Linked DNA regions of Mus musculus: all the other regions are linked to region 7. A link is a contact called in public Micro-C, promoter capture Hi-C and targeted proximity ligation data. All regions are on one chromosome and are shown on one strand. The core of a region is the stretch at or near the end of the contact, and the rest is flanking DNA. Distances in the headings are between cores, read along the strand shown. Region 1 holds the start of Derl1 (Der1-like domain family, member 1). Region 2 holds the start of Fbxo32 (F-box protein 32). Region 3 holds the start of Zhx1 (zinc fingers and homeoboxes 1). Region 4 holds the start of 9130401M01Rik (RIKEN cDNA 9130401M01 gene). Region 5 holds the start of Tbc1d31 (TBC1 domain family, member 31). Region 6 holds the start of Washc5 (WASH complex subunit 5). Region 7 holds the start of Tmem65 (transmembrane protein 65).

Region 1 (3,723 bases), core at 540-3,039, 930 kb before region 7:
AGGGAAAATGGCATTTGGGCAGAGACCTGAAAGACACACATGAAAGTGAATGAGCCATGACTACCTTTTTCAGGGAGAGAAATAACATGTGCAAAGGTCCTGGGGTCAACTTAGGTACTGCAACAGCAAGCCCTGGCACGGACTTTACCCATCCCAGTTCACAGATATGGGAGGAGTCTCAGGAGACTGACAGGACATGATTTCTGTTCTCACACGATTGCCCCGGCTGCTCAGCAAGAACAGAAAGAGCAAAGCCGGCATGCTAACAGCTTTCGATGGAGAAAGGCCTGGATTCCGAATAGACAGCTGAGGCAGAATCAGCTGTCTAAGCTGACAGATTCTGGGGTGGGGAAAAGAAGTCAAGAGGCCATACAAGATGTGCATCTCGATGGCAGAGCACTCAGCTAGCACGTGCTATGCTCTGGGTTTGAGTCCCAGCACTAAACAGGAAACCCAAAAAAAGAACTCAGGGATGTCTCTATGACTGCTAAACCCCCCTAGCAAACACAGTTGCTATTTGCAAAGATGAAAGGGAGATTTGATTATATGTCTACTGGTCACCAGGTGGTGATTTCCACCACTACAATAAAGATACTCACATATCCGACAGTCTCCCATTCATGTGTTTATGCCCCTTGTATGATAAAGATCTAAGTCCAAGGGATGGACTACAGAGGATCCTATAACGGACTCCAAGAGCATATCCCAACATCTGGGTGAGGAAAATGAGAAATCAGCAAAGGAGACGAGAAAATAACATCCAGTGGAAAGTAGAAAGAGAAGGCTAAGGAATGTGTGGAAATCCAGATCTAATATAATCTGAGCGTCCCCTGATTAAATTTTTATATCACAGAATCAATAAAAATAACCTCTAGGAAACTAACATTCTTTGGCTTAGAATGATAATCTTGACTAATATCCTTAATGCTTAAGAAAATTAGTATCTCCCGTTTCCTGAGTAGTTTATTCATTCACTGGTAACATTTAACGGCTATATGCCAGGTGATCGGATAGGGCCCGTAGGAAATACAGATAAATTAATTCTTATTAATATCTGCCTTTACACCACTGCTTTAGGGAGGAGAGAGAAACTGTAAACACGCTAACAACCCACGCAGAATTATGTCAAGTAGACACCACTGATTAAGATGGCATCGCCACCCACGACATAGATAGAAGGAGGGAGGAAGACATTCAGGTAGGTGGGCCCAATTTGCCAACAGAATGGCAACTTACCTCTCACTTCAGAGTGCGGAAGGCGGGAAGTACAATCTTGCCAGACAGGTATTGTGAGTCACGTCCTAGCAGGCCAGTCCGCGACTCTAAATTATCTAAGCCTTAACACTCGACCCCAGGACCTCCCGGGACCCAAAGGACCCCAGCCTTAAACCCCTGGAGGCGGACGCACTACAGATCCCACCAGCCCCAGCGCGCCCCGCAGCCCGGCGAACCCGTTCCGTAGCCGCGGGGACACCTGGGGGCTGTAGTCTCCACCGCCCTACGCCAGCTACTACCTGGAAGCGATAGAGGAAGGCTTCGGGCCAGAGGAAGAAGTAGGCCGGGCTGATGATGCCGAGCTTGCCGATCAAGGGGACAGCAACGGTGGCAGCAAACCAGTAGCGCGTGATGGCCGGGATGCTCCTGAACCAGTCCCCGATGTCCGACATGGTCGCCCGTCAGGTGACCGGCTGCGCAGCGCCGCGCGTCCTCCCGTGCCCACCCCGCGCTCCGCGGCCGGCTTGGCCAGGGAAAGTGGAGGCGCAGCCGCTGTGCAGGAGGCGGAGACCGACGGACGTGGCGCCACCGAATTCGGACAAGCTAGGCAGCGATCACAAGAGAAACTTCCCCTTCCGGTGGCCGCGGTCCACGTGACCAGAAGTGTCCCGGCGGCTTAAAGGGCCAGTGCCGTTTTTGCAGCTCAGTACCGGGACTCGACGTCCTGGGGTGGGGCCAAGCAGGAGAGGCGGGGCGACGACGGCAAGGCTAGTAGGAAACAGTGGTTACCCAGAGCAACGGCCAGTCTTGCAAACCAATGGGGAAGCTACATGCCCTAGTTCTCCCCGGAGTTGTAATCGGAGTAGTGCCTCTTGAAGAGTATTTATTTAAAGGGAAAGGAAGAGATAGCGCATATAGTTCCTCATTTAGTCACAGCTTCAGGCAAATTTTTAGACACTGGGGATGCAGCTGCGGCTGTGAGCACGGTAGCGGTACCTGAACTTTGCAGTCTCAGGGTAGACAGAAAAGCAAATGAGTTATGAAGAAGAATTTCAGAGGATACGGGAAAAGATTAGGATGATGGGGGGGCTAGAGTGGCAGCGGAGGACTGGGAAATCTTGAGACGCATTTGAGACCGCATTTATAATTGGACATGATCTGGTTCATTGGGGGGCTTTAAATTAGAAATGAAGATGGTTGTTTTAAACAAATGGTGGAAAGATACCGATTTCACTAGAACTTTTATTCAGTTGCTGGTTTTTGTTGTTGTTGTTTTGGTTTGGTTTTGTTTTTTTGAAAATATGGTTTAGGATCAGTAAAACTTTCCGTAAAGAACATAGGTGTAAACTGACCTGTAGTAAACTAAGTATCTGAACTTACTGCAATCAAAGAGATTGCTCACCAAAGAACCCTGGACCCATTTCTCTAAACAAAATCCAAAATCATCATTATTGGATGGTGGAGGGAGAGGAACTGTCGGCCAAACTGGAAGAGGCAGTGCGTTGTAAACACAGAGCTGAGGTGTAACATAATTACCATCAGGTCTGGACAATAAGAAAAGAAACAGACTCGGTGTTCTCAGATCGGGAAAAAAAAATTCCTCAAACTTAAAAAATGTGAAATTTGGGCTCTGGAAAAAAAAATTATTTAACGTTGTAAAGGAATTGAAAATCTTAGGTCCAAGTGGCCCACGTGACTCACATCCTCCAGGCAAAGACGAGGTCCATGTGCATTTCCACATACTTTCCAGTGCTCCATTATTTCAAACACTCTAGAAACACTGGCGTTTATACTGTGACAAACCACTTCTTAGCAGTACCTAATGTTGTGAAAGTCACTTCATCTCTCTTTGGGGTCCTTGCCTTTAGAAGGACCTGGTAACTGGACGGTAGAGATGGCTCACATGGGAATGCACCTCAAAATGAGACATCCACATAAAAGCCTAGGAAGGAGTCCAAGGTAGATGTGGGGGAACAGGCAACCCCACACTCAGAAAGCTTGAGAGCAAGAGTTTCAGGACATCCCAAACTGCATAGCAAGATTCTGTCAAAAAAGCAGAAGGAAAGAAGAAGAAGAAGAAGAAGAAGAAGAAGAAGAAGAAGAAGAAGAAGAGGAGGAGGAGGAGGAGGAGGAGGAGGAGGAGGAGGCTGGGGAGATGGCTCAGCAGTTAAGAGCACTTTCTGCGCTGCAGAGGACCTGGGTTCTCTTCCTAGCACCCACATGGTGGTTCACAGTCACCCATAACTCTGGTTCCAAGGGATCTGACCTTACCTCAGTTCTGTAGGCACCAGGTACATGCATACACCATGTGCATGCATGCATGCAGGCAAGACACTCATATACATAGAAATCATTTTTACACCTTTTTTGAGATGAGGCTTTTCTGTGTAGTCTTTACTATTCTGGAACTTGTTCTGTAGATCAGACTGGCCACAAACTCACAAAAGGTCTGCCTACCTCTGCCTCCCAAGGGCTGAGATTAAAGGCAGTGCGCCATCATACCTGGCT
Region 2 (3,697 bases), core at 410-2,909, 610 kb before region 7:
AAAAAAAAAAGGACCTAACACAAGGCTAATATATTTGATTCTCCTGGAAGGCCCTAAGTTCAGGGAACTGTTTCACCTCATTAGGAGACAAAGGGAATTCAAGCATTACAAATCACAAACAAATGGGAGGCCCTGGAGGTCCCACTGGTTTCTTGATAATTAATTACCAAACCTTTATTCAAGCAACCATTGGCAAATCTCACTCAGCGTCACCTGGCACACTCACAAAAGTCTCTGTTGAAGTCAGCTTAGGGATGCAGGTTGTGTGTGTGTGTGTGTGTGTGTGTGTGTGTGTGTTAATCAAAGGACAGTGGGAGGAGAGAGCACCGAAAGGTGACTTCAACTGCACCAGCGCCTCCAAACAAACTTCTGTCGGTTCCTCAGGTGTCTCAGGGAGTCAGCTGTCCAGGCTGGGGATTGATTCTTGACCTGATACTCTATGAGTGGGCACTTGTTCTGACCTCAGATTTCACTAGACAGCGGAGCTCAGGTGAAACTTCAAGTCTGGGTGGTCTTTCTGCAGCGGGCAGGCACCACTAAGGATGGGAGTGTGCTCACGGTATAAAGACCGAAAGGGCCACGGAGGAAACAGGTGCAAGTGTCTGGTCCTTCCTGAAGCAGAGCACTGTTCTTGCATTTCTTCCCTGCCTCCCTCCGCAGCCCCTAAGCGTTACCACAACGACCCACTCCGCAAGCTGTCCCGGGGCCCATCGGCTGCCCCTCCCAGTCACTTTTTTTTTTTCTCGGCCCACTCAGCCGTCGACTGCGCGTGGGAAGAGCCTTCAAGCACTCATGGCAGGGCCCGTCATCCGGCTTGTGACTACTACCGCTCTTGTACTCTTGGGGTCCTGTCATAGGACAGTGAAAGGCAAACAGCCAAGTCGCTAGCACCCACTTAAAACAGTGACTGCAATTGCGGGATCTAAAGGAAGAGTCCATGAGTTGTGCGCCTGTGTTCAAGTGTTTAGGGACATAATCCCCTATTGCCAGATTGAGGGATCCTGGGTTCTGTATGGGATCTTTTCTGCTGGGAGACACTGTCCTTGATCAGGAGGAGACACTAAATTACCCATCTCTCGGGTTCTGGCGACCTTTACCGAAATCCCGGCACCTCACTCCTGTCCCTTCAGTCGGAAGCCCCCTCTTTATTCTGGCCCAGACCTGCTTGCCCTCCTTCACCTGCCCCTGAGGTGTGCACTTCCCCCTCGTCCCCGACCAGCTAAAATCAGTTTTGTGGGGCTGGAAGTCGGCGAATGTCCTCACCTGCTGAGGTCGCTCACGAAGCTGCCGCTTTTCTCATCCAAGAAGCGCTTCCAGCCGTCCGCCGTCTTCACCCAGCTCTGGCCCGGGGACCGCCAGTCCTGCCCAAGGAACGGCATGGTACAGAGCGCGGACGCGACCGACGGACGGGACGGATTGACAGCCAGGAACCGGCCTGGCTTGCCCAGGGTATGCGGCGCGTTGGGAAGATGCTGGGGAACGACGCAGGCGGCGACCGGGACAAGAGTGGGTCAACTAGTGTGGAGGGCTGCGGATCCTGGGTGGGCGCGGGGATCCTTGCACTCACAGGGGCGCAGGCGTTGGGGAAGGTCGCCTCCTGACTCTGGGAATGCTGAGCGGCTGCCCGAGCGCAGTATTTATCCCGGGCCGCTGCCCCGTCTCTTTGTTGCCGGAAGAGCCGCCTGCTCTTAGCCCGCCCCCCCCCCCCCGCGCCCCGAGGCCACGTGGCTTTGTTTATAGGCTCGCCTTGTTTTCCGAGGCGCCCGCGGCTCTCGCTCTGCTCGCAGTTGCACAACCTTGCGTCCGTGGAAACTTGAAGCCGCATGGCCAGGCCAGATGTCCCGCTGACCCTCGGTGCCCTGGCACCTCTGCACCTCCCCTACTCCCCCATCAGGCGTAGCTGTCGCCACCAAGATCCTGGTCTTGCACTCGGCACTAGGTCCCCTCTACGGGTCCCGGACAAGCAGGGTGTAGCAAGGAAGCCTAGAGAGTTGGGAACTGTCAGTCCCAGAGGGTCTGGAAGCTGCGGGACCGATCTTTGCAGGCAGATCAGCCTTGGGGGAGGCCAGAACGTCTGGGGACGGGTAGGGGTGCATTCTTTGAACCTCTCTTACTGCCAGTACCGACTCCAGGCGCCAGGGTGTGCTAAGTGAAAGAGGGGACCCAGTGCGGTAGGGGCGGGGAGGGACTACCCCCACTCCTTCCGCCTTAAAGCTGTCATTTGATGCGTTTGCTGTCAAGCTCGACTACCCCAGTGGCAAAGGAAGGGGAAAGAAGAGGCCCCCGCAGCGTCCGGACCCCATGGCGTTGAAGTGAAGAGCTGAGACAGTCTTGGGTCCCACTCTGAGGGACTCTGGGCAAGCAGCGCTGGCGTCGAGGCGCCTGGCTCAGAACAAAGCCTCCAGGGTCGTGGAGTCAGGAAGGAGTCTCAGGCTACACTCGCTGCTCCAGTGCCCCAGGGTTGGGCTTTTTTGGCTGTGGAACCACAGGAACCCTTCTTTCTCTTCCTTTACGCAGAGTTCAATTCCTGGTGTTCTCTGATTTCTAGCTATAAAGTCCTCCTGGGTTTCACGGCCGCTTCAGAAAGGGAAGAGAGTCTGTTAAGAGCTTATCTCTCCTAACACGAGGGGGTGGCCAGTCTGTTTTTCAGGTGAAAGGCTGTGGGGTCCTCAGAGAGGGTTAAGTCCGTGATTACCTAGGGTCTTATGCTACTTCTCAACTCAGAGCGATCCTCCCTGTTATGCAGAACATAACTCCCTTTTAGTCTAGAGACATCTCAGCCCAGTGCCTTACCACCAGGCACAGAATTGGCCATTCATAACCATCCCATCTTCCTCCATCCTCTGAGAGAGTGTGCATTTGTGTGCCCGCGGTGGGCAGAGGTCAATGTCAGGTGTCTTCCTTGCTCACGTTTGTCCCTATTTATCTTTGGGTCAGACTCACTGAGCCTGGAGCTCTCTATTGTCTGTACTGGCAGGCCGATGAACCTCTGATTCTTTGGATTTTGTCTCCCAGCACCAGGATAAAGATATAGGTGCTTTAATGGGTTGGTTTGTTTGTTTGTTTGCATGGGTGCTGGGGGTCTGAGCTCAGGTCCTCAAGACTGTTCATCAAGCACTGTGTCCATGGAGACACTGTTAATCGTGATTTGCACGGGGAGGGGGTGGGCAATTCTACCACGTTGAGGCAAATTTGAAGCAAGCTTTAATTAAATACTGACCAGGATAAATTTTGGTCAGGACCACTCTCTGGAATTCCCAGCGTGGCGGCCCCTAGACATGTTTTACAGAGGCTTTGAAGGCCATTGTATTTTCCCAGGTGGCTTTGATATTTTCCAAGGACTACAACTCCCAGCATTCTAAGGAATTACCTAGTCCTTGTTCTTTGGCCGGTGGGGCTTGCAGGTTAATTTTTGGGTCTTATGATATCTCTCTACCAAATCAACTCACCAGTCTCTCCATAGGCAATTCTTGTGTGAATAAGTGACTACTGCTTTAGGGTGACTTCTGGCCTCCCATCATTACTAGTCAGACCTGGGAAGTCACATTCATCTGGACCTACGGTGGCACTGGGCAGAAGCAGAGAAATAAAAGCATGCTAGAGAATTAGCTTCCAGTTCTTTTCTTCCACAGCCCTGCCTCTGTAGCCAGTGGCAGTGTCTCTTCTACTGTGCCTTGAGGCTGGATAGGCCGAGGAA
Region 3 (3,803 bases), core at 1,184-3,683, 750 kb before region 7:
TCTGCCTCCCAAGTGCTAGGATTAAAGGCATGTGCCATCATGCCCGGCTTTTTTCTCATTTTAATCTAAGCAGTCAAATAAAACATATCAAGAGGTAGTTCTATAAAAAAAATCATTGATAAATAAAATACTATAAATTCTATATTAACAAAAATGCCTAAGGGTCAGTGAGGTGTTTGGTCAGTAAAAACATTTACCACCAAGCCTGACAACCTGAGTCTGCTACCCAGAACTCCTGAAAGTTGTCGTCTGACCTCCACATGCAGGCAGTGGGATGTGCACATAACTGCACTCAAACACAAATAAACAAAAATGTAAAAAATTAGTATCTAAGATTGAGATGGTGGTACACACTTGTAATCCCAGCACTGACAAGGAAGAGGCAGGAGGACTGCCATGGCATCAAGGCCAGACTAGGCTATGTTTTGAAACTTCAATTCAAAACAAAATCTAAGATTATGCATTTTACTTTGCCTAAAATTAGTCTGTATACTTTTAAAATGCTTGGAGGATGGAGAGAGAAACTAAGATAAAAAATATTCATGAATGTCCTTTTCCTTATATGCCCTGTTACCCAACTACTGTCCCTGGCAGCACTCAGCCTTTCTTTCCTTCGCTTAAAATCTGGAATCAGAATTGCTTCTTTAGAAATAATCTATGTGCCAGTAGCCTTGTTTGAACAAACTTCTATTAATCCCCACTGCCAGTTTGAAATAATGACTTTTTCAAGGCATTTTAAAAAGAAACAGGTAATTACTACTGCATACAAATTAAAGTGTTAGGACAAAGACTTCTGAAATACAATGACCAGCACCACAAATAGAAAGGTGTACTTGTGTACCCCACAATACACAGTCTTTTCCTGGGGAAGGAGTGGTCCTTCCGGATTTTCATTTGCCATAATATTAATCTCCGAGAGAATTGCTTCTTCGAATTGCATGGAATCCCACCCTAAAAATGTCACAACTTCTCAATCGGCCTTTCTCATAATTTCCTCCTAAATTTTATCTCTTCTTGGTTTGTTTTGGTCTTGTCTTTTAGAGAAGGGTTAGTGACAGAAAAGTACTGTGAGCATTCCTACTTTATCTATGCTTCTTCTCTACATTCAGTTTTCCAATTGCTTTGCCCAGAGTAAGCTAAGGATAGCAAACAGAATCTTATTCTTCCGTTTGGTTCGTTTCTTACTGGTACCTTTGGAGTACCGAAACAAAGAATTCTAAGTCCCTCTCTTGGAACTTCGGTGTAAATACACAAGAAATGAGTCAGGGCTCGGCTTTCCTGCCATCAGACCCCAGTCCTTTTTATTCCCTCCTAGCCAATTCCCTTTAAGCCCCAAGGCTTGGAGTTTCCTCTGGTCCATCGCTCTCCCAAGTCTGCACTCCCGCTCCACTACCTAAGCAGAGACAAGTGTGTTTCCACCCTCTTTAATGAACTTCTCCCCTAAAAGCCTGCTCTTCCTCAAAATATACTTCGCACTATACTTCTTGGGGATGCAACTCCTGAGTCTTCTCTGCTGAGGTTTCCCGTTGCTCCGACCCCAAAGCCAGTGCGCTACAGTCCAGCCGGAGATCCTTGGCTGACTCTTCAGAGGGGGGCTGCGCCGTGTCCCCACGAGGTGGCCTCACGCCTCCGGAGGCCCAACGCTGGAGATCTTCCCCAGGACCCGCACGGTAGTTAGGGTCCGCTGTCCCAGAGACGTCCTTCCCCCCAGGGAGACCGGCTCCCCATCCCCTCTGCGCCCCCAAGTTACTCAGTGCTCTCCCAACCAAGGCGCTGGGGCTTTCCCTCCAAACCCTCCACCCAGAGCTCCGTCCTCGCTCTGACAACCCCCGAGAGAATCCGGGAGCTGCGACTCCGTCCGCCCCGCCGCGGGGCAGGCCCAGTTCCCCCCGGGTCCGATCTTGCGTGCCCCAGCACCGTGGGCTGGGTCCCGAAGAGGGGGGGGGTGTCTGTGTCCCGCTGCTGCCCCGTCCCGTGTCGCGCCAGCGCCCGCGCCTCTCGGCTTCCCTACCCGCCGCGAGTTCCTGCTCGGGTTCCACCCGCAACCGCGAGGCCCAGTCCCCAGCCCGCTCGCGCAGCTACCTGCAGGGGCCGCCTCGCCTCAGCGCCTCGCCGCCGCCATCTTGCATTTCAGAGCGACTGCACTTTTCAGGGAGTCAACTCTGACCCGTGAACCCTAACCCCGGAACCACTCGGAGGGCCCTCGCGCGAGGGGGCCCCCCACGGAGCTCTGCAGCCCGGCAGAAGCGCCGAGAGGCCAGGCCAGGGTGCGAGAGAGACTCCGCTCCCTGAACCCACAAGGGCCGCGAGGAGGAGCCAGCCGAGGCGGGGACGAGCCGGGCACCCCACTCGAGGACTCCGCCGCTCCTCTGGGATGCGACCCAGGCCGCTCCTCTAGAACCGGGCGCTGCGGGAGGTGTGCGCCGCCCCGCCCTCTGTCAGGGAGAGTCACGCCCCCTGTCAGGAGGGGGCCACGCCTCTGTCACTAGAAGCCACGCCCCGTCGCGAGAAGCTCCTCCTCCAGGGCCTGCGAGGCTCCGCCCCGTTCAAGCGATTGCTCGGCCAGCGGTCGTCAGAAGTCGGACCCCGCCTCCCGCGACCTCGGTCGCTTTCTTCCCTTGAAACTGCCTAGGTCCTCCGAAACCAACCCCATCTCTCCCGGAGCCGGCGTCCTAAGGCCCCGCCCCTCCCTAAGCCACGCCCACTGTCACTCTCGGCTCCTCCTTGGCAGCGCCCTCTGGATGCCAGCCGCGCCCCCACCCGCTGTCAACAGTCCCGCGCTCCTGTCAGCCGCTGCTCCGCCTCTTCCTAGCCCGAGTCCAGCAGGAGCCCCGTAGTTCCAGCTTTGGACGGGAAAAGTTAAGTGTGGCCCCACTTGGAGCCTCCCGCCTCTGCTTCCTGCTGCCGTCCCTCTTTCCCCGGAGAGCCACTGACTGAAGCCGAGCTCTCCGCAGTGGGCACCAGCCCCGCAGCGCGGCCAGCCGAGGACCTCAGCGTCTTCCCCACCTCTGCCCTTCAGCCCTCTCGTCATTGTTCCATTGAATATAACAAACGAGGGCGAAAGGAAACCACTCCGAGTGTTCGCTCCTGTACTCGCCGCTCCGGACGGACGTAAGAGAACTCTTTGGCGCCTGGATGTTTAGTCCCCACCCCCATTCCAGTCATGGACCCTTTTGTGTTTTGATAGCAGAGCTCCACCAAGCCACACCAGCCCGAAAATTTGCACTCTGCATTTACATGAAGGGAAGACCTGGCTGCTGATATCAACGTGCACAATATTTAGTTGCATCCTAAAATTCTAAAACTTGTGTATGCTGAGGCTTAATGGTCTCACCAGCAGAGGAACCCAACCCTGTCCCACTCTCGGCCCATTCTTAAAACAAAAATTAATAGCGCTCAAGCCCCTTGAAACTAAATTCAGAATGCAAACTACTTATACAAAGAATTTAAGAAATCAGTGTAGTTTTTAATAGAAAGTGGTTTAATGGAAAGTATTTATAATACAGTACTAACATCAGTAAAATAAAACAATGCATTCTCCACAATGTATTTAATACACAATGTGTTTAAATACACAATGTATTTATGTATCCCTCATAAGAAAAATACAAGACAAAAAGTTACACACACACACACCAGTTTATGCTCACCCCAAAGACAGTTCCAGGTCCACTGAGAATCCCAGTTTAGGATTTAACTCTGAACAAAGAAAATATTTTAAATTCAGATATTCAACCTTTTGTTCATGCATTCAACCATTTGCTTTTTGAGGACCACATGTGCCGGACACTAAAGGAGATGTA
Region 4 (4,203 bases), core at 1,476-3,975, 790 kb before region 7:
GCACCAGACCCAGCTATATACCTTATTAATATTTGCCCAAAGATGAAATGAGACTTGTATGTGAAACAATCTGGCATCTAACTGTTCATCCCTTCCTTCTCTTGCATGTTGTGGGGTATTTTGTTCCTGTGACACGTTGGAGATTCACAGGCGAGTGGATATAAATGGGAAAGCAGACCTACAGGGATCCTCAAAGTAGTCTTTGTCTGGAATTATGAAAAAACAAAACATAATATGGACCCTGTAGAAAAGGCGTAGACTGAAGAGTCTAAGATTATCTATAGGCCCCACCAAAGACTAAATCCATCCACAAAGCACACTGCTAACCTGGCACACACTGCTCTCTGCATGTGCTACTGATGATAAAACCAGAGCCCAGCTGAAATGCCAAAGTCCCACTCGTGTTGACCCCCACCTCGTATTCCTGTCGTCTGTAGGCCAGGTCCCCTCTGAATTTCTTGAGAGTGAGAACTTCAATATCGTCACTACATTCTGTCTCTTCATAAAACCACTAGGAACCAAGAAGATAAAGTTTACGATGGCGGCTGAAGTATGCTTTTCCACTTCACAGTCAAAAGCACTTTCCCATGACACAACCATCTAAACGTCAAGGCCACACTTCTTCAGGATGACACAAGGCAAAGCAATGGACAAGGGATGGCTATATTCTGCTTTTTAAAACAGCATCTCATCGTACGCCCTCCAAGTGCTGAGATTACAGACCCGGATGACCACATCAGACTAAATGATACGTTTACATGCGCAGTAAATGTGTGCATCCCCATGTGGTGTGCGGGCCAGAGATCAACATTAGTTGTCTCAATCAGTCTCAATCTTGTTACCTCAAGACAGGGTCTCTCACTGGACCAGTCAGCTAGATCGGCTGCCAGCAAGCCCCAAGGTACTCCTGTCTCCGCCTTCCTGTGCTGGTTGGCACGCCCAGTTTATGTGAGTGCTAGGAATCATGAATCCTCATGCTAGACGCCAAACACGTCACTCACTGAGCCACCAATGACAATCTTCATGATGGCCCAGATTTTAAAAAAAATATTTTTAATACATGTTATACGTATGTGGGCCCATCCACGCTACTGAGCACATACGGAAGTCAGAGCATAACTGCTGGTTGGTTCTCTCCTTCTACTCTTCCAGCTCTGGTGATAGAACACAGTTCATCAAACTCGGCTGCAGGTGACTTTACCTGCTGAGCCATCTCTCTGACAGCCCAATTTTTATTAAAATGATAAGACGGCCTGTGAGATGCCTCGGCGGGTAAAGGCACTTGTCACTAGGTCGGACAACCTGATTTGATCTATGGGCCCCATGTGGTGGAAGGAAAGAATCAACAACTGCAGTTTGTCCCCTGACCGCCACACAGTGCCATGGCTCTCTCACCCACACACAAATAAATGAACGTGGTTTTAAAAAATAAAAGTTGTAATGATCACATGTCTATACATGTCAATGACAGATTTAAAAAATAAATAAAAGCACACGGTTTCAACCACAGTGAAGTTATTGGAAATGACATCACCAAGTGCAGTCCAGTGACTCTTAAAGTGCTATCTGCTTTCTTTTAGAGCAATTGAGAGTGAATAGGGACTGACAAAATTGTGCACAAGACGTAGGAAACTGTGATTATGGCGATGGTCCTATTATAAAAATGCTACAAAGGCACACAGAGCACAGGAAATTTTAACTGGAGTCAGGTTTCTGTGCATCCCAGACAAAGATTTGGAGGATCTGAGGACACATCTGTAAGACGACCTCTTCTGATGTAAACCCACTGGACATAAGGTGAGATCCAGATGTAACTACCAAGAAAGAATTAAAAAAAAAGGATGAAAAGCATTCTGCATGCCCAATTTTCCAGCCCCAAAGAAGCATCTCCTATTCTCTTTTACAATAAAACCTGCTGAGGCTGAAGAAAGTCTCTAAATTCTGTTGACTCAGTACAGTTAACATTGTAATAGCTTGGTTGTATTCTGAGAAATACACTTCACTGAGTATCAAGGCTCATCATAAGCGTGCTAAATTAGTGCCTCTCCTTCTACTGGGCCATCACAGTAAGAAAAACTTTGTTCTATTCTTTAAACACTGGGTCACTCGAGACGAGGTATTTGAGCCACCGTTAGGTTCGGCACTCTGCAACCATTTAGTCACATAGCTAGCCATCCCAACTCAACAATAACATATCCAAGTCTCAATACATTACTAGGAAATGATGAAACATAATTAGCTTGGAACTATTTTATTCTTCTAGGCAGCCAGCAGGCCTGCAAGGATGCTACGGCGGAGCACCTGGGCGGGGCTGGAGGCAGGAAGGGGGCGTGTGATGCTAGCCCGGGCCCGCCTGCAGGACACGTGGGTTGAGGGTGGGGGACGGAGACAGACAACCCGAGGGTACAAGAGTGAAGTCGCCGTGCTTGGTTGCAGGGCGGGTGGACAGTGACGGTGGTGGGCCTCGCCGCAGGCCGGCTCCAGAGCGGAGCGGCAAGAGGGGCAGCCGTCTCACCTGCGGCTCGCAGAGCTTGGCGCGGTAGGGGGAGGGCGGCTCGGGCCGGCGCTCCGGCCTCTGCTCGAACACCGAGTCCTCAAATTCGCCGCCCAGCACCCAGCATCCGGTCTCCATCGCGCGGAAGTGCAACTGGACCTCGAAACGAGGCGACACCTAGAGCGACGCCCATCACCCAGCCTCCAAAGCGCGCGACAGCAGCCGCGCCAAGGCTGCCGAGGCAAGGTAGAGTGTAGAGCGGCACCGGCGCGCCGCCCACACGGAAGCGGTGGGTTGTCGGCCGGAGCGTTGCATTCTGGGAGTGGTAGTCTTTCAGCGGCTGGGGATTTCCGTGGTGGAGCAGAAATTCTTGCCTGACTCCAGGGCCTCCTAAACCACCCAACAAAGGTTTTGACCTCTTTGTGTCTAGAGCTGGATAGAGTGAGTTCCTCCTGAGTACCTCGAATAGTCGTGGTCTCTGGAGAGCCAGTTAACTTGGTAAGTATCAGCTTTAAACCACTGACAGTATTCTCCCCATTTTATTTTGCATTTTATTTCTAAAATTTCTTTCCCAATAACTGTGAGAAGAGCCCGGTTATTCTTATCTTGTAAAAGGAGATACTGGGCTTGAAGAAGTCAGGTAACTTGTTCAAAAGCCCAGGGTCTCTGAAGAAGAGACCAGAACTCTTCACGCATTTACTAAAAAAACTAGACATCACAATTTAAAGACTTGGATCAAGGCTAGCAGAATTTTGAGACTTTCAAGAAACGTTTTGACTCTAGAATGTAAAGGTCGTGGACAAAACACTGGCTTGTGTTATAGAGCACTAATGTGGAGCTAGTAATAAAGCTTTTCTATTTGCCCTCACACTTGCTCCTCTTCCACCAGTTGCTTCCAGGGTTTTTCCTTCAGCCCTATTTTCTACTCTACAGACTCGTACAGGGCAACCCAAACCACCTCCCCGGATTTCAAAATTCATCTGCCCTTGGCTCACCAAATGTGGAACTCAGTGCATATTCAATAGCCTCATTGGAAGAGTCCACGCAGGGAGCCTCCAGGCAGTAGCTACTGTGGGATCCATCCAGAGAAGTTCTTTTTTAATACCTGGGGTTTTTGTTTTGTTTTCTCATCAGAAATGCAATACTTCTTATTAAGAAAAATTCAGATATTATAGAGAATTATAAGAAAAGTTCCTAATATCACCAGGAAAAAAATAATGTCCTAAAAAGGGCTATACTTGCCCTAATCCCAGTATGCCCTGTCTATGCCCAGAACTGTGTCAGCACAGTACTGAAGGACTGCAAGAGCCACGTGTGTGTGGCTCTGTTGCCTTGGCTCGCTAGCTGTGTGACCCAGTCTATAAAATGGGTATTGATTAAAATAAGGCACACAAAGCTTTAGAGGTGAAAGGGGTGTCATGGGTGTATTCAAGATCTCTGCTCCAGGAGCGGAGGAAGAGCAGAGCAAAGGCGGGCAAGGAGGAGTTCTTCCAGCTTTTTCTTTATGAAAGATATTTGATCTCAGAATGTCTTCCCTCCTGCTCAGGCCTGCTAGCTCTAGCCTCCTGCCCAACAACTGAACCAGAGCGTGTGCTAAAATGGCAGCAGTTGTTTAAGGGCTGCACGTGGGGAAGTGATAGCTCTTTGCCCTTTGCACTCAAGATTCCTGGGCTCAGTAGTTTCCAACCTTTTGCTAAAAGAACCTCCTT
Region 5 (3,715 bases), core at 521-3,020, 910 kb before region 7:
TCAAATCCCAACAACCACAAGGTGGCTCATAACCATCCGTAATGAGATCTGATGCCCTCTTCTGGTGTGTCTAAAAGACAGCTACAGTGTACTTACATATAATAATAAATAAATCTTTTTTTTTAAGTTGAGTTTCATCTAAGAATATCATTCTGGACTATTCTTGTGAACCCTAAATCCAACTGTAACTGTCCATAGTAAATGGCAAGTCAAGCTCTGAGACTTAGAGAGAACCTTGTGAGATACCGACTCAAATAGCCTTGCATGAGTGCCCCAAAGGGAACAGGAGACAGAAGCAGGTGTGGGTCAGAAGTGCGGCTGATCTATGTTAATGAGGGAGCAGTTGTAAGAAGCTTACTGAAGCTGACAAAGGGCAGAGGCTATGTTACAAGTGTCATTACAAATAAATAAATAAATAAACCAAGTACCATTACATGCCTCATTAACAACAAGAAGGAAAGACATACATACACATCGGATAAGTCTTTGGCAGAGCCTGACTATGTCTGGATACACACCTTAAGTCTCAGGAGTCATACACACATCAGATGACTACAGCTCAAAACCGATCAGGAGAGAAAGGTCCTTTCCTAGCAGTGTGGTGAACTCAAGTCGTGTTCCCTTAAAAATATTTACACTCTCTTTTGAAAACCTCATTTAATTTTTACTTTAAGATTTTTCATTTATTTTCATATATGAGAAAAGTAAAGAGATATTTGCAACAAACAAAAGGTGGCTATCCCAGACAAAGAAGAAAATCTTTGTTGCCAGACTCTGTTGACACGGAATGTTGAGAGAATACATTTCTGGTCTTTTCATTTGGTTTTTGGTTTTTCGAAACAGGGTTTCTTTGTGTAACTCTGGCAATCCTGGAACTAGTTCTGTAGACCAGGCTAGCCTGACCTCATAAGATCTGCCTGCTTCTGCCTCCCAAGTACTGGGATTGAAGACGTGTGCCACTACTACCTGGCATTATTTCTGTTTTATACGCCAAACGTGGACCGATTTCATTAGAAATCGACTTGCAACTTCATACATCACTGAAGTGGAGTTAAAAGTATTATCTAAATTGCTTCTCTGTGAATTAAGTGCGTTGGCCTGTTAAGCACGCGGGACAGCCACACGTAGTAAGCACTAAAGAAACACTGAGTGAATTTTGCTAAGTGAAAAAGATTTCCGATGCCAGTGCAGCTGGTTCTTGACGTTTTTTTACTTTTCTAGATTATGAGGAGTGGGTTGCAAACCATAATGTGGGAGCATCTTGTAAATTTACGCAATTAAAGCGTGATGAGTATGGCAAAAAATAAACAAAAACAAACCAAACAAAGCGGAATTCATTTAGGTCTGTGGAGTTCTGCCGTGCCTGTAAGTTCTAGGAAAGGAACTCCTCCATTTCTCAACGAACTTGTCTTTTGCATCTTTGTTATTTCTATAAATCTCTTATTCTAAACGCAATAGAGAACGAAATGCAGGAGGCAGCAAGCTCTCAGGAGAAAAACACTTTTGGTGTCTGTTTGAGCCTATAGGTGTCAGAGAATTGAAGTCCCAGACTTGGTTTTCAGAAAACTACAACTCCCTGAAGCCTTTGGGTCGCAGAATTAGAAGCCTCAGAAAAGGGGTGGAGTCTAGAGAGAAGCCGTTGGTTGTTTCCATTGTCCAGAGTGGAGGGACCACAAGAGCGGAGGTGGGCGGATCCCCGTCCTGATTGGTTGTAACTAGAAGGGGCGTCCCCCGCGTGATTGGCACAGTCCTTGGGGGCGGAGACCCCGCGGCGGCCGCTCGAATTTCCCGGGTTGGGCGCGCGGGGACTGCTGGGTAGCTCTCGGGACGGTTACCCTCACCGGGTCAGCCGCGGATCGGAGTCGGGGTAGGGGTCGGGGTTCGACATGCAGAGCACTGACCTGGGCAACAAGGAGAGCGGCAAGATATGGCACCGCAAGCCATCGCCAGCCACTCACGACGGGTGAGGCCGCGGGCTGTGGAGACCGACGAGGGGGCGGGTCTGCGGGAGACTGAAGTGGGAAGCGTGGAGGAGGAATGCTGGCCCGGGGATTCTGACTCTGGCCGTGCGCTGCATCCCTGGGTTGGGACCTCAGGAGGAGCAAGTAGCTCCGGAAACCGTAGATTGCAGTTGTCCCAGAATCTGGTCCCTGGTCACGGTGAGAGGCAGGCAGGAGAAGGCTCTACGACTTGTGCAAAAGAATTTGCAGTTCAGCTGAGTGCCAGGACTCCACCTGCTTTGATTTATTAATGTCTATTCCAGTTGGGGGGAAAAAAAACTCCAGGAGGTGATGGGAGCAAAGAAAGCAATGCACATCTACCTTTCCAAAAGCCGATGCTCTCCATCCTTAAGTCATTCATTACATTGCACACCTGTAATGTTGAGAGCCTAGTGTGGGCCAAGCACGCTTTTCACTATGGAACAACGCTGGAACAAACTTAAGTTCTGCAGTGAGTGTTGCAGGGCCTGTCATTGGTGCGGGGACTTTTACCCGCCTGTGCTTCCTTTTATTCTGTTTGGAGTAGCGGGTTTAACACGCAGCCTCTTGTGTGACGTCAGTGGGAGTCTTTGCCCCCTCCCCCATTTGTTTTGGTTCCCATGGTGCCTGCCTAAGCGATCTTGGTGTTTCTGATTACCTACGTTTGCGTGGACTGCATAGTATCACTTGGGTTCATACCTCGAGGTTTGTTTCTCAAGAGACTTTTCTATTTATCTTTTAGTTGCTTCCCTAGAAATCAGACTAAGTGTTTTTGTAAGCTGAAAGCAGTTATAAGTGGATCAGCCACTTATTTGACTAGCCAGCCAGCCACTGTGGTTTCTGGTGGCTGTCCACCCTTTATCAGTGCTATTCACCCGTTGACCTATTGAATAAACAATCTTGTCAATAGTGGAGATTCTTCGGCGTTTTCCTTTCAGCTCGGAAAGCAGTTTTGAGCCAGGACAGCTAAGTTGAACCAGCCAGCAGAGCTCAGAAAGAACTAAAAAGGGTGAGCTTACTCAGCAGTAAGTCTCAGAGGTTGAGAACATTCTAGGTTTAGATTAGGTTGTCCGGAGGCTAGAAGCTTTGGGGACTAGGCCTAGGTTAAGAAACAAAAGGCAGTAAGCCTCCAGGATGACAGTTATATCAGGAGAATAAAAAACGTGTGTGTGTGTGTGTTGATGTGTGTATGTATGTATATATGTGTGTGTGTATGCATGTGTGTGTTGATGTGTGTATGTATGTGTGTGTGTGTGTGTGCATGTGCATGTGTATGTGTGTGTGCATGTGTATGTGTATGTATGTATGTATGTATGTATGTGTTGATGTGTGTATATGCAGGTATGCTTGTAAAGCCCAGAGATTAGCATCGGCATCTTCCTTAAGTGCTCTTCACCTTAGTTTTTGAGACATAGACTCTGACTGAACTTAGTGCTCATCTCTTTAGCTCCAGGGAACTGTCTATGTTTCCAACGCCCCGTCACTGGGGTTCCAGATGTGGGCCACGATGCAAAGATTAATTTTTGTCTTTCAACACCATGAAACTCCATAAAGATGAACAGCGTAAGATTTTTTTTCTATATCCCTGATCAATCTGTTTAAAAAGCTCTATGTTTAGACAAACAGGAAGAAAAATAATTTTTTCCACTGCTGAAGATTCAACCTAGGGCTTTGTATATCTTAGGCAAGTGCTTTACCAGTGAGCCCAAGAGGAAAATGTTTAACCCACTTATCAA
Region 6 (3,769 bases), core at 322-2,821, 550 kb after region 7:
CTACTGAGAGCAGGAGACATAAGTTAGCCAACACATACAAAGAGCACTTGCAAACACCAGTACTCTAACTCTGGGTTGAACTGAATTGTTAATGGCACGGAACAGAACCACAGATCTTAATTCCCTTCTTAATATTACTTTATAGGTTACAAAGTATGGCAGCTTTAGTTTTAGGATCTTGGCATGTAACTTTTTTTTTTTTTTTTTTTTTTTAAATAGGAAGAACCCCTTGTCAAAGGAACGTGTTTTCAAGAATGGCATCTGTTACCCAGTAAGTACAGAACAAAATATCTTTAGAAAATTAAAGTGTAGAGGACAAAAGCAGATGGATTTTTTCTTCTTTTCACAAAACCTCAGATCCCTAAAGAAAGCAGTCTCAAATCCATAACAGAGGCTGTCCCAGAAAAGTTCTGGAATAAGCTGGATCACCCCAATGTGACTCATGAATTTTTAAAATTATATTTATTTTGTGTCCATTGGTGTTTTGCCTGCATGGATGTCTGAGGGTGTTGGATCCCCTGGATCTGGAGTTATAGATAGTTGAGAGTCACCACATGGGTACTTAGAATTGAACCCGGGGCCTCAGGAAAAACAAACAGTCTTAGCCACTGGGCCCATCTCTCAAGTCCTGATTCATTAATTCTTAACATCTAAGACAACTTTCCTTCCTGACCTTTTAATACATGTTGTGGTGACCCCAACCATAAAATCATTTTCATTGATACTTAGTAACTATAATTTTGCTACTGTTAAGAATCATAATGTAAACGTTTATGGAAACAGGTTTGCTAAAGGGGTCATGAAACCCACAAGTGAGAACAGCAGACCTAAGGAAAGAGTCCCTGGCTGTGGTTAGAGATAATAAAACTCCTTCACTATCCCTCATCTATATAGAAATCAAGAGTCCAACTTTTCTTTTCTTTTTTTATGAGTCCAACTTTTAAATTTCCTATCATAGAAGAATCAGGACCCAGTAGAACTACCTGCCCCCAATACAAGGACTACAGCACCATGTCTCAGGTGAGGGAGACTAGGGTATAGAGGAACGACTTGCACAAACTCACAGTGAGCGACAGGACTTTTATTCCCCCCCCCACCCCCCCCCCCACCCCCCCGCGCGCTCTCGCCCATCATCACTCCAGTGACTACTTGATTTTCTGGAGAGTAAGTGCAAGATCAGCCACATTAGCAAGGCACCGCTCCGAGAAACTTGCAAGCTCAGCTATGGGCCAAGTAGCTGAGCATCACCCCAAAAGCTTCAAAGAAGCATGCAAGAGCGATTTCCATGAAGGCGTGGGTGAACATCAGGCGTGCAACCCCAACCCTGCAAGCCCTAGGTTTTCCCGTTGGCTCCGGGGACAGTACCGGACGTGGCCCACGGGGGAAGGAATGGACCTCGAACCCGCAGGCCCGCCTCCGACTCACCTGTCAGCCGTCCGACGCTGGCCGCGTGGACTGGGCGCCCCGGTCCCCGTCTCCCACCCCAGGGATCCCCCTAGAGTCCCGGGCCGCAGAGCGTCAGCTGCCGGGACCCGGGTTTCTGTCCTGGAGTCCCTAGCCCGTCACGTGACCAAGGGGCGGCGGCCCGGGCCCGGGCATCATGTGATCGCTCGCGGGCGCCAAGTGATGACGCAGAGCGCGCGCGGGTCGTTTCAGCCACAGAAGTGGGCTGAGGAAAGGAGTCGGGGTCTGGGCGTGCGACGTTCGGCTAGATATCACCGAGCTAGGTGGGACAGCCAGGTAAGATCCAGGAGGAACCGTGATAGGGGTCTAGCCGGCGTTGTCGCCTCCCTCTGTGCTCTGGGGACCTGGGCCTGAGCCTCTTCACCCGCAGCAACTAGACGGAGGCGGGTTATGCTCACATATGATCACAGGTTATGTGATCAAAACAAAACAAACTGTTTAGAACTGACTTTTGAAACTGAGGCATGAACAGGTAGCTCAGATGGACTCAAGGCCACAGGTGCCATTTCACTTCTGCAGGTGAAGGGATGTGGTAGCCTCGGTGTGAAAAAAGAGGGGGGAAGCGGGGCGGGAGGCAACCTTCTTGGGCACGGGCATGTTGGTGGTGACCCGGAAATGGTAGTAGTTTTTATTATTACTTTGGTAACTTAACGGATTTAGTCCTGCTCATTTCATTTTTGTGAGGCGACGTTTTATATCTTCTAATGCATGTTCCAGTTTAAGGAGATCCCAGCATGAAGGAATGGTAGAAGTCGGCAATTAGCCGTATTAAGTTATATAGTAGAGATGTGTGTTAGGAACTGAGAAGGCGTGTGGAAGAGGAGGAGCCGTGGGCGAGGGAAGGTTTCAGAGAGAAGGGTGTATGCATGCTGAAAACGGAGACACTTCAACTCTTGTCGTATGAGATCACCTTGGATTTAAAGGCGGTCGAACTTTTGGTTTGCTCTATGCCTACTGTAATGCTGTGCAGAAACGTGTTTTCCTATTTAAAACTGGCTTAACTTGACAGCAACTCTTTCATGAATATAAGGGAAGCAAAATAGTGTGCTGAGCCCAATAACTTGGTGAGACTTCAGGAAGTGCTTAACTTTGTTGTAGATTGTCTTGGAGGCTATAGGTACTGGTAACAAAAAGATCGGTGTTATTGGAAAGAGGATCCAAGAAGGGGTTGGTGTAAATCAGTGTTTCTTAACTAATGTGATGATTACGCTTTGTCTTCAGATGATTCCTTGTGGTGAGAGACTGTACTGTACTTGCTAGAATTCTATCAATTCCATAGATGCTGGTCTGTGACACCCCCCAACCCCCCTCCAGTGCCACAGTCAAAAATGCCCCCACGTGATGTTAGAAGTTCCCTGGGGGAGGTGTTAAACCTCCAAACCCTAGGTTAAACCAATCCCCAAGGAATAGTGTTAGAATGTTCAGATGTCAATAAATGAAATACTATATCTATGTAGTTTCAAAAGCATCAGAAACTGATGTCGTAGAGGCTGAGAATTCCCGAGGCCAACTTACCATCAGATTCAGTGTCTGGTGAAGGCATGCTTTCTGGCTTGTAAATGGCATGCACTTGCTGTTTTCTTGGGTGGTAGAAAAGCAAGAGAGCCCTTGGAGCACCCGTTATAAGGGACTAATAATGTTCTGGAGGGTGTAGCTAGTCACCTCGCCAAAGGCCTTATCTTCTAAAACCACCAGTTTGGACATTAGGATTTCAGTATGTAAAGTGGGGATGGGGACCCAAACATTTAGACCTTAGCAGACAGATGAGACTGGAGGAGGCGGGGAAGTGAAGAGTATGTGTTGGGGAAGGTATGGGGAGGACTAGCAGTTGTGGATTGGGGCTCTAGACAGCTCTTGGAAGAGATGGAAAGAGCTAAGAGCCCAAAGGAGTGCAAACGGAAATATTGTTCCCTGATGTCTTAGTCGTGGTTTCTATTCCTGCACAAACATCATGACCAAGAAACAAGTTGGGGAGGTTTATTTGGCTTACACTTCCATACTGCTGTTCATCACCAAGGAAGTCAGGACTGGAACTCAAGCAGGTCAGGAAGCAGGAGCTGATGCAGAGGCCATGGAGGGATGTTCCTTACTGGCTGGCTTCCCCTGGCTTTCTCACCCTGCTCTCTTATAGAACCAAGACTTCCAGCCCAGAGATGGTCCCACCCACAAGAGGCCTTTCCCCCTTGATCACTAATTGAGAAAATGCCTTACTGTTGGATCCCATGGAGGCATTTCCTCAACTGAAGCTCCTTTCTTTGTGATAACTCCAGCTGTGTCAAGTTGACAAAAAACTAGCCAGTACACC
Region 7 (3,818 bases), core at 635-3,134:
TCAAAGAGAACTTTTTCAGAATTTGAGTCTTTTTAAGCCACACATAGACTAAAGGTATGCTAGTTTTCGGTTATGATTTTCTGTAATGTTGTGATTTACTAACTGAATTGATTGGAATACTGCATTTTCCTGAAAAAGTGTTGTGGGTAAGCAATGCCTGAAATTATCCATTACTTTATAGTGGCTCACAATCCCCTAAACTGGGGAGAAAAAAAAAATCAGAGTAGTAAAGGATACAACCAATAAAAAGTCTCTTAAGTTGTAAAGGTAATCTAATATCAGGCAAGAGCTTGCTTTCCTCCCGTGCACAGGCCAAATGCAACCTTTCAAGATGCCTGAAAGCCACGTTCCGAATCAGTGCTGAAGTGTTCTATACTTCAGAACTTACAGAATGTTTACATAATACTTTATATTACCAACTTCAACTATTTAAAAACTTCCTAACACATCCAAATGTCACATAAAGAGTAGCTGTGTTTTTGTGTATACAACAGAATTTACATAGCAAGAAAAAAAAAACTTTAAAGACTGAATCCATTGTAGTCTTTGCATCTTTTCAATGCCTTTTCACATACACTCAAATTCTGACCTACCACATTCCGCACTTGTTTTAAAAATATCCTATCTTAACGTGTCTGTTTAAAAATAGCTTTCCTTTCATCCTTTCCCAATTATTTTTAAGTAGAAGTGTGCTTTTCATTTTCAAGTCACAGATTTCTTAGCCCCAACCACCCAAAAACTCACTTCATTCTTTCAAACTCCAAGGAAACAAACTCTGGAGTTCAATTTGAATCTCCAGACTTCCAGTACACACTCAGTTGCTGGCTCGATACAATCTTTCCTTGGGCCATTTCACAACCAAATGTGAGAAGCAATATAACAAACCAAGAGCATCTTGGGAGGGGACATCCACACACCTTCAAGAAAGTTTCCGGCTGCCTGCCCAGTTCCTGGCACTTTCTTAGACCAGGCAGGGCATGCCACCTGCATGGGTACACGGTCTCAGGAAGACACCAAAGGCTTAGGGAATGGAGGGCTGGAGAGAGGAGGCACAGGACAAACCAAAACACAACCCTGAGAGGCAGCTGACATTTCAGGATGAAGCTCCGAAATTCCACGGCCAGGGAGGCACCAGCCAAGCTCGGCCCTAACTACCTGGCACGATCCGCTCGTGTCCTGTCTTGGGGACACTCGGAAGGTGGAAAGTTTCCCCTTTCGGCCGTGCCAGGAGCGGGGCAGAGTGTGGGGAGGCGACAGGGGTCTGAGAAGTAGGTCTTCCCAGGCGGCCCCACCCGCTTACCTTGTGCGATGGCAATGGACTCGAAGCGGTGCAGCTCTTTGAGCAAGCAGCTCCTCTCCGTGGAGTGCAGGCTGTAGATGAAGTCGCGCGCGCCCTGCGCCGTGTTCAGCGCCTCCATGGGCTCCTTCTTGGGGTGTGTGCCCAGAAGCCGGGGACCGCCGGGAACCCCGAGCGCCAGCAGTCCCCGGCCGCAGCAGCACCAGGACGGCAGGCGGGGCGCGGCGGCAGGGCCGGGCCTCAGGCTGCGCGCCGTCCGGCTCCCCAGCAGCGGCAGCAGCCGGGACATGGCGCTGGAGCGCGACCCCCGCAGCGGTCCCAAGGGAAGACGGCTTCGGGGCGCAGCTGGACAGAGGCTCAGGAGCTGGGCTCAGCCCGGCCCCGCCCCGGGTCCTCCTGACGCGCGGCCCGGGCGCCCGACACCATGCACTCGGCGGGCCCGCGCGGCGACCGCCTCCCAGCCGTGCCCGCTCCGCTTCCCGCAGGCCGTGAGCCCGGGAAAACTTTCTGCGCCGCGGCCGGGCCGGGAGCTCGGAGCGGGCGGGCGGTGCGGGCGGGCGGGCGCCTCCCGGATGAGGAGCGGCGGCGCGGGCGAGCTCGGCGAGCGTGTCTGATCTTCCAGAGGGATGAGTCACCGCGCGCCGCCCTCCTCCGGCGCCGCCCTCCGCCGCCGACCGCTTTCCCACCCTCTGGCCTCACGCCGGCCTCACTCGGTAGGGCTGCTGCGCCCTCAAAGCAACCGCGCCGTGACAATCAGGCCCGAGCCGCAGCCGCCACCCCTAGCGGCGGAGCCCGGGATAGGAGGGCGGGGCGGCAGGGACTGGGCGGGGACTGGGCGGGGCCACGCAGGCGCATAGCCGCTTGGGAGGGAGCTCATCCTGGAGTCTCCACCCACTCCTTTGCGTGGCAAGGAAAGGAAGGGGTGCTTACCCCGTCAGACGGCATCCGCCTGTGTTAAATGCACGGCAGAGAGCAGCAAAATAGAGTTCAGGGCTGGATGCCCGGCGGGGTGGTGCAGCTCCCGCACTGCTCTCCGAAGCACCGTCCTAAATCTGGAGTTCGGACGGCCCTGGAGGAGCAGCCGGATGGATAAGAGCCTCGTGGGGTCACCGCACCCAGCCCAGGCCTGCGGGACATGAAGCACAAAGAGCCGCACCCTTCGCCAAGCCAGAGAGTGCCCACCGAGGCCAGACAGTGCGGCGCTGAAACGCCCTCTCTGGCAGCACCCTGGGGAAGGCGGCAGGGCCGGCTCAACCCGTCCCAAAAAGAGGAGGGTGTGAGGCTGAGACTTAAGATTTGGGGAGGAGAATACTCTTCCCTGACCCGACAGCTGTTTACTTGGAGATTGTCAACTCTGGAGCCAGGGCGAGAATGTCATAAACCTTTATCGAATGGTCTCTGGGGATTTATGTCCCTCTTTTGGTGCCACGCGGAGGAGAGACTCATCCCTCTTGCCCAGATCCTAGATATTTGCAAGGCCAGGGTCAAATGTCACCTCCTTCATGAAACGTTCCCTTCTTTGTAAGGAAGATCACTGCTTTATCTGAACCTATCTGAGGACACTTAGGCACCCTATCTTAGAAAAATAAATCTGCTTAGACGATAAATCTACTCAAGTGTAATCAAGATCCAAATCCCCTCCTTATCGTAACCACTGCTGCAGCTCAGAACCTTGCATGAAGTGAATGTGCTATAAGCACGTAAGACAGCACAGCCAGTCCCACAGCTGTGGTTTTGAACTTGCAAATGCAATGAACCTCAGACCAAAAGTACTTGGAAAAAAAAGATGTATCTGCAGACTTTCTCATTATTCCGTTAATGGAACAGTGTAACAACTATTTCCGTGCACCTACACTGTATTGGTTATTATAAGTAATCCAGAGATGATTTAAAGTATGTCGGAGAGTCCAATCAGCTGTACTTTTATAAACCCTTCAGTTAAAATTAATGTCCTCAAGAGTGAACGGGAGGGGGGACGGGGGGGGGGAGGCTAACTGGGGGGGGGGGGGAGACCCTCCCCTAGAGTGGGTGGCACCTTCTGCCGGGTGGCCTAGAGAAGAAGAGGACTCCTCGAAACTCTGAAATTCCCATATTGCTTCTTTACACTGCCTTCAATTCTTACCAGAGAACGTGTCCACCTTTGTTCCTACTGCTGCCCTCCACTGACACCACTGTTCCCTTCTACAGCCTTCTGAGCTGGAATGACAACCAGAAACCCTTCAGGACTCTTCCAAGTCCCAAGCACCAGATTTGGACTGTGGCCAAATCCAGCTTCATGTACAGTGTGTGTGTGTGTGTTGTGGGAGCGGGGGGGGGGGGGGGGGGGAGGGTCCTGCAAGCTCTACAGCAGCAGGGAAATGAACTACCAGAGCCTCAGCTCAGCCAGCAGTCAGCTGGTGCTGATTCAGACTTCTGGAGTCTGACACCAGACCAGTTTATTTTAGACTTATTTAAATAAAGTACAATTTTGGAAAAGTTTCTTGGTAACAATTATCCCAATCCCACCTGCACAATAAAGCTT

Evidence for each region. Promoter capture Hi-C pulls out the DNA fragments that hold promoters and counts their contacts. A called contact is a pair of places that touch in the nucleus more often than the background predicts.
Region 1: a targeted proximity ligation map of memory CD8 T cells shows a contact between it and region 7, with 5 read pairs. A contact is called at or near these places in 3 of 39 promoter capture datasets (the 3T3-L1 cell line, liver and pre-B cells), 1 of 130 datasets of targeted methods (memory CD8 T cells) and 1 of 9 other capture datasets (liver).
Region 2: a promoter capture Hi-C map of embryonic stem cells shows a contact between it and region 7, with 4 times the contacts expected there. A contact is called at or near these places in 13 of 39 promoter capture datasets (the C10 cell line, cranial neural crest, embryonic stem cells and 7 more), 5 of 484 Hi-C or Micro-C datasets (CD8 T cells, embryonic stem cells and regulatory T cells), 7 of 130 datasets of targeted methods (astrocytes, embryonic stem cells, large pre-B cells and 3 more) and 2 of 9 other capture datasets (embryonic stem cells and liver).
Region 3: a Micro-C map of embryonic stem cells shows a contact between it and region 7, with 7 times the contacts expected there. A contact is called at or near these places in 7 of 39 promoter capture datasets (the C10 cell line, cranial neural crest, hematopoietic stem and progenitor cells and 3 more), 5 of 484 Hi-C or Micro-C datasets (CD4 T cells, embryonic stem cells, erythroblasts and 1 more), 5 of 130 datasets of targeted methods (astrocytes, bone marrow-derived macrophages, memory CD8 T cells and 2 more) and 1 of 9 other capture datasets (liver).
Region 4: a contact with region 7 is called in a promoter capture Hi-C map of pre-B cells, with 5 times the contacts expected there. A contact is called at or near these places in 4 of 39 promoter capture datasets (cranial neural crest, liver and pre-B cells), 1 of 484 Hi-C or Micro-C datasets (embryonic stem cells) and 1 of 130 datasets of targeted methods (embryonic forebrain).
Region 5: a promoter capture Hi-C map of pre-B cells shows a contact between it and region 7, with 5 times the contacts expected there. A contact is called at or near these places in 1 of 39 promoter capture datasets (pre-B cells), 1 of 130 datasets of targeted methods (extraembryonic endoderm stem cells) and 1 of 9 other capture datasets (adipose tissue).
Region 6: a promoter capture Hi-C map of pre-B cells shows a contact between it and region 7, with 7 times the contacts expected there. A contact is called at or near these places in 5 of 39 promoter capture datasets (the C10 cell line, cranial neural crest, hematopoietic stem and progenitor cells and 2 more), 1 of 484 Hi-C or Micro-C datasets (CD4 T cells) and 1 of 130 datasets of targeted methods (large pre-B cells).

Annotation. Positions count from the first base shown.
Region 1 is chr15:57,890,629-57,894,351 of GRCm38.p6, forward strand. Derl1 (Der1-like domain family, member 1) reads right to left here and starts at 1,790. Exons shown (of 8, transcript NM_024207.4): 1 at 1,515-1,790. The coding sequence starts at 1,667.
Region 2 is chr15:58,213,233-58,216,929 of GRCm38.p6, forward strand. It overlaps Fbxo32 (F-box protein 32), which reads right to left and starts at 1,660. Exons shown (of 9, transcript NM_026346.3): 1 at 1,264-1,660. The coding sequence starts at 1,379.
Region 3 is chr15:58,074,075-58,077,877 of GRCm38.p6, forward strand. It overlaps Zhx1 (zinc fingers and homeoboxes 1), which reads right to left and starts at 2,434. Exons shown (of 4, transcript NM_009572.4): 1 at 2,083-2,434.
Region 4 is chr15:58,031,569-58,035,771 of GRCm38.p6, forward strand. 9130401M01Rik (RIKEN cDNA 9130401M01 gene) reads right to left here and starts at 2,726. Exons shown (of 6, transcript NM_029418.4): 1 at 2,516-2,726; 2 at 416-511. The coding sequence starts at 2,632.
Region 5 is chr15:57,910,429-57,914,143 of GRCm38.p6, forward strand. It overlaps Tbc1d31 (TBC1 domain family, member 31), which reads left to right and starts at 1,771. Exons shown (of 21, transcript NM_001081396.2): 1 at 1,771-1,963. The coding sequence starts at 1,887.
Region 6 is chr15:59,372,616-59,376,384 of GRCm38.p6, forward strand. It overlaps Washc5 (WASH complex subunit 5), which reads right to left and starts at 1,572. Exons shown (of 29, transcript NM_153548.3): 1 at 1,426-1,572. It overlaps Nsmce2 (NSE2/MMS21 homolog, SMC5-SMC6 complex SUMO ligase), which reads left to right and starts at 1,583. Exons shown (of 7, transcript NM_026746.3): 1 at 1,583-1,740.
Region 7 is chr15:58,821,543-58,825,360 of GRCm38.p6, forward strand. It overlaps Tmem65 (transmembrane protein 65), which reads right to left and starts at 1,885. Exons shown (of 7, transcript NM_175212.4): 1 at 1,301-1,885. The coding sequence starts at 1,586.